Linked DNA regions of Zea mays: region 2 is linked to region 1. The links are chromatin contacts, called in public Hi-C maps. All regions are on one chromosome and are shown on one strand. The core of a region is the stretch at or near the end of the contact, and the rest is flanking DNA. Distances in the headings are between cores, read along the strand shown.

The links. A called contact is a pair of places that touch in the nucleus more often than the background predicts.
Region 2: a Hi-C map of tassel shows a contact between it and region 1, with 8 times the contacts expected there. The contact joins two enhancer-like sites. A contact is called at or near these places in 2 of 25 Hi-C or Micro-C datasets (ear and tassel).

The regions. Positions count from the first base shown.
Region 1 is chr1:92,462,766-92,465,465 of Zm-B73-REFERENCE-NAM-5.0, forward strand. No RefSeq gene overlaps it. Among protein-coding and RNA genes, the nearest start is that of LOC103637657, 3.0 kb to the left of the region's middle. Within about 2 kb of position 1,361, at least 18 of the 20 cell types and tissues checked have an H3K27ac peak or open chromatin away from gene starts, as enhancers often do. A contact at or near this core is called in ear and tassel, where this site is marked.
Region 2 is chr1:93,164,650-93,167,349 of Zm-B73-REFERENCE-NAM-5.0, forward strand. No RefSeq gene overlaps it. Among protein-coding and RNA genes, the nearest start is that of TRNAL-AAG, 4.1 kb to the right of the region's middle. Within about 2 kb of position 1,297, at least 15 of the 20 cell types and tissues checked have an H3K27ac peak or open chromatin away from gene starts, as enhancers often do. A contact at or near this core is called in ear and tassel, where this site is marked.

The sequences.
Region 1 (2,700 bases), core at 111-2,610:
AAAATATTCCAGGCAAAGCAAGTTCCCAAGAGCGAGGCGGCCGCGCGATGCTTGCCGCGGATTGGGGCATTTTCTCTCTCTCTCTCTCTCTCTCTCTCTCTCTCCGTCGGAGCCATGCACCCCACTGGCCGTGATTCAAGGCGCGTCTGTCGTCTGCCATGCCTGCAGCAACGAGCGGATGAGTGCTCTTTGCTTTTACCCGGCCCCCGGCCTGGCCTGATGAGTGCCCTGGAAACTTTTCGCCAACAAATCGACGGCCGAGAGACGGCAGTGAGCCGAGGCCGGCGGTCGTACTCCAGGTCCTCCACCACGCTAGGGCCGTGGTGGGGTCAGTTTAACGAGAAAAACTGTCTCACTCCACTCCTCCCGTCGGTCAGACCCACCACAGTAAAGGCAGAGCCTTGCGCCCGCCCTGGTAGAATAGTAAAAAAAAAAAAAGAAAAGGTAAAGACATGTCTGTGTGCAGCATGCCACCTCTGCTCTGCGCCCATGCCTTGCTACCGCTAGTGTGCTGCATAGATAGTACTCCTTCCTATATAGGCTGGTGCCAATGCAGGCTATAGTGAGGGCGATAGCGCCCAGCAGGAGGCGAGAGCGGGGCTGGAGGCGGGCGAGAGCGACCCGGCGGGCGCTACTGCTACCGCCCGGCGATAGGCAGGCGAGAGTGGGGCGACGCGTTGGCGATGGCGTCTTCGCGGGCGAGAGCGAGGGGCGACAGTGAGTGGCGGCTTCTGATTGGTCCACGTGTGCTATAGCCTGAGGCTGTAGCCTGCTGCAGCCTGTGCACTGAAGCAGCAGGGGCGAGAGTGGAGGCGAGAGCTGACGTGACAGGGGCGAGAGAGAGGCTGTGCACTGGACTCAGCCTAATGGCGGTGCTGAGGTGGTCTCTCTCTCGCGCGCGCGCTCTGCTCCGGCGAATAAATTCTGGCATCGGTGGCCGGTGCACGGCAAACGGCCGCCCCCCCCCCCCCCCCCTCCCCCCCCCCCCCCCCCCCCCCCCCCCCCGACCGGCGGTGATCTGGATAGTTCCCTTGAAGGGCCAGTGTGTACGTACGTGGCGGCCTAGTTTGGAGAATTATTATAGCTCTCATGTAGCGAAGCATGTCGTGAACGAAGAGCAATTAAAAAGGGTGTGAACGGGGTCCTCTGCGCACACTGCACGCGAGTGCACGTTCGGGGGTCCTCTGCTGCTCACAGACTCTAACGCGGAGATTGATTGCTGTGCTGTGGGAACCGGCACAGCTCACGTATTTTTTTTTGCTGGAGGTGTTTGGCTGACAGGCGAGGTCCACGCCTGGGCGGGTCCCTCTTCTTATCCGAACGGTTGGACAGAGCTCTATAGGAGGAGGTACAAAATGCGAGCCGTTGCGCTGACGGACACGTAGCTGGAGCGGATAGGTGAGGTCTCGCAGCGTGGGAGGGCCCCTCACACGTCGGGAACTCATCGATGGGGATGGGGACGGGGACGGGGGATCTCTCGCGGGCGAGGGGCAGGCAGCCAGCAGCGCTGCGCACGTACGGTCACATGGGCACCGGCGTGGCGGGGGCATGTGAATGTGGTGGGGGTGGTTCCGCTTCCGCCCCCCGCCTTTCCTCTTTCCTTTCCTTGCATGAAGGCATTGCCGAGCATGCGGCGTGGTGGTTGCTGCGGCGGTGTCAGCCTTGCATGTGAGATCATCCAGTCCCGAGCCCGGCCCTCCTGGCTGGGCCGGCCTTCCCTCTTTTTTGTTTTCTCTCCGCTTTGCTTCCCGCGCTCCGTTTCTTCATTTTTCTTTCCACATGTCTTTCGATGGCGCTGCACGCTCGCTCTCGCCCTCTTCTGCTTCCCGCCATTAATTCCCCGCAAATACCATTCAAATCAGGAACTGGAAGGCTTGTGCATTCCTTCCCGATTTCCGCATCCAAGGAGTAACGACAACGACATGGGGGCTGGGGCAGGCAACCTCGTGTTCGGTTTGAGCTGATCATGGATGGAGCACGGTCAAAATAACAAAAAGAACTGTCGACAAGTCAAGGTTAAGGATGCCTTCGGTTCTTATAATAGAAGTTTGCCTCCTCTACCAGAGCCAGGATTTCAATCAGGTCATGCAATGCGTTTGATTTGTTTGTGTGATGACCCGTGGCCGAGAGTAGCAAAATCTACTCCGACGTGAGCACTCCTTGCCACGGACGAGGCCACCACGGTGAACAACCGAGGAAGAACCTTCCAGGTATAGTCAAAATCTCTCGGAACATGTAAACAAAAAAACAAGACAAATGACAGAAGCTCAATTACGACGTAGACTCAGTTAGTTATGCTTAGGGCTAATAAAAAGGCTAAACTAATAGAGGTAAAGTTCGTCTGAGTTGTACATCGTTGTGTGCTCCTGCATATGATAGGCTGATGTTCTTGCCTGCTTATTGGAGGTGATTTATTCATGCTTTGTTTCTCTCCTCTACCACTAAAGCTCAAACTTCAGGTGTGTTTGATGAAATGCATGTTCAAGTACACTTTTTTTTCCCGGCAATTGAGCTTTGCTGCGTATATAGTGGTGTAATTAGGTATTAGGATCAGTAGGTCTAGATTCCCATGGACTAAACATACCGTTTGATCTTTTATTTCTTTGCTACTCCATCCGTCTTAATTTATAATCCGTTTCATTTTTTTACTAAACTTGATCGGCTCGTCTTTTTTTTAAAAAATTAAGAAATTAATGTCAT
Region 2 (2,700 bases), core at 47-2,546, 700 kb after region 1:
TTTGTGAACATCAAAGTGTAAGGGCGAGAGGCTCCAAGTTGTGGAGATTCCTCGTGAACGGGATATAGTATACAAAGCAAAAACACCGTGGTATTCAAGTGGGTCTTTGGACCGCTTGAGAGGGGTTGATTGCAACCCTCGTCCATTGGGACGCCACAACGTGGAAGTAGGCAAGTTTTATACTTGGCCGAACCACGGGATAAACCACTGAGTCTACCTGTGTTGATCTTCTTGTGGTTATTGTGTTTTGCTAAAGACTCCTCTCTAGCCACTTGGCATTATTGTACTAACTCCTAATCAAGCTTTGTGGCATTAAGTTTCAAGTTTCACAGGATCACCTATTCACCCCCCCTCTAGGTGCTCTCACATTTGCTAATGTATGTGTACCTTTTGTTTGCATATTTTGTCTTCTCAAAATTGTTGTCCAGTACAACAGTACTTATGTTTCCTTTTTGTCGTTATGTAGGTCCATACCAAGAGAAGAAATCGTTTAGAACATAAAAGGCTGGACAAATTGGTGTATGTTAGCTACAACCGAAACGTGGCAAATAGATTTTAAAGAATTAGAGAGTTGGGCTTAAAGGGAAAGAAAAGCAACCCTTTGATCCTACAAGAGTTCCAATGGAAAATGAGTGGGTTCATGAAAATGATGAGGACATTAACGATGAAAATTCTCTTTGGAGGGCTGTTGATGAAGCTATTGGTGCAACTGAGCATCTAAGGGGTAAAAATCTCCCTAGAGCTGCTGCTGGGGCTGTTAACAGAACATACACTAGAACAAGGAAGCGTATTGTTCGTCCTCCACAGTTTGGTGAATCTGATTCTGATAAAGAAATGCAATAACAAGGAGAAGAACTTGCTGTTGCATCCACTGTAGTTCCAACTGGAGATGGCCTCTTTGAACTAGCTGATGAAATGCTTGATTAGCAGTTTAGCACAACAATATAGTGTTGTGCACTCCTACTATCTTGCATTTGTTTGTTTTAATCTAGTGTCCTGTTGTCCTGCACAACAATCTAGCAGTTCATCTTATTTTAATCTTATCAGTTGACATGCATTTAATCCTGCAATCTTATTGTCATGTTGTCATGTTGTCCTACTGATATTTATAGCTTTATGTATATATACATATGCTATTGACCTCCTGTTGTAGGCATACCAGAATTGTAATCCTGGAGTTGAAATTAATGTGACAGTGTGTTGCTGTAATTGGGCTGGTGGTTGTGCTGTGCTATAGCAGGGCTGCTGTGGAATGCGCTAGGGCACCAGGAGTCCGGAACCGTGAGTGCGAGTGGGATTCCACGCAACGTGGGCTGCTGGGCCACCAAGCGCTGGTTGTAATTGGGCTGCCAGTTCGCTATATGCAGCCTTCTTTGTTTTAGCTCAATCCTATTTTAATTTTTTATTTTTATATGTTCACGTATATTATACACTATTTTTTACCAATAAACTTGGATATTCAATTGAATACCCATGAATTACAATGAGCCATCCCTGGAGGAAGAGATGCGGAGGATAGTCTCGGCAACCGTCATCAGTAACAAAGGAGCCGAACATAATAGAACGACGAACATATGATGGACGAGTCACGAGTTGAACAGAACAAGCCGTAACTGGCCTGGAGCCAGGAGCTAGAAAAGGCGCTTCAAGATCTGTACAAGTATATGTGTCCTCAATCTAGAGCCGGCTACAAATTCCCCTTTGCATCCGGTCTGCACACGATTTTTTTCCGGTGCTACAGCACAATTTCCATGTCGTAGCTAAGCTAGTTTTTTTTCTTTCCTGTTCTATTTCTTTTTCCTCTTCCATTTCTCCATGGTGTTTTTCATTTGTATTTTCTTTAATTACTTTTTGTTAAATACTTTGTTTATTTCATTTTATTTACATGTTTTCTTCTTTTTCGTTTCCTTTTGTTTTCTTCTATTTTGTTTTCCTTCATCTTTCCTTTTATGTATTTGTACATTTTTATTATTTTCACAATTTTGTTTTTAATTCTACTCTATCTTTTATTATCTTGTTTTACTTTTTGTTTTTCATATGATGATCTATGTATGGTATTTTTACTTGGTACAAATGGGATACTTTTTATATATTTTTAGTATTTATGTGTATCTATGAAATATTTTTCCTATTTTTATTTTTTTTAATTTCTATATTACATGGTTTTTGTTATTTTTATTTTACATTATGTTTGTCTACCTTTTATTATTTTTTCTCTTTATATTACTTGTTCATTCATTTATGTATTTATCTTTTTCTACATATTTTAGTTTTTTGTTATTCGTCATTTCATGTGTTTCTTGATATTATAATACTATTCATATAAACATAGAATGTTTTTTTTCTAAATTTGAAATATTGTTCTCCACTTGTCATGAATTTAGAATATTTGTGTTATGAAGGCATGACTCCTTTTTTTCATCATTTTTGTGGTGATATTCACTTAAATAGTATCTTCTATGACATAATGTACTATTATTATACTGTTTATGAGGTATATTATGAATTATTGTTATATTAGTTTGATATGTTTGGTGTTTTTATTACATTTGATGCTCTGAAGTATTATATAATATTCATGTAGCATGCATGTTCTGATTTATGCTATTTAGGGATGTTCATGTAGTATATATATGGTTTATTATGATATAAGTGTTGTATAATGTTCAATAGCATATATGTGATGTTCTAGAATATTTT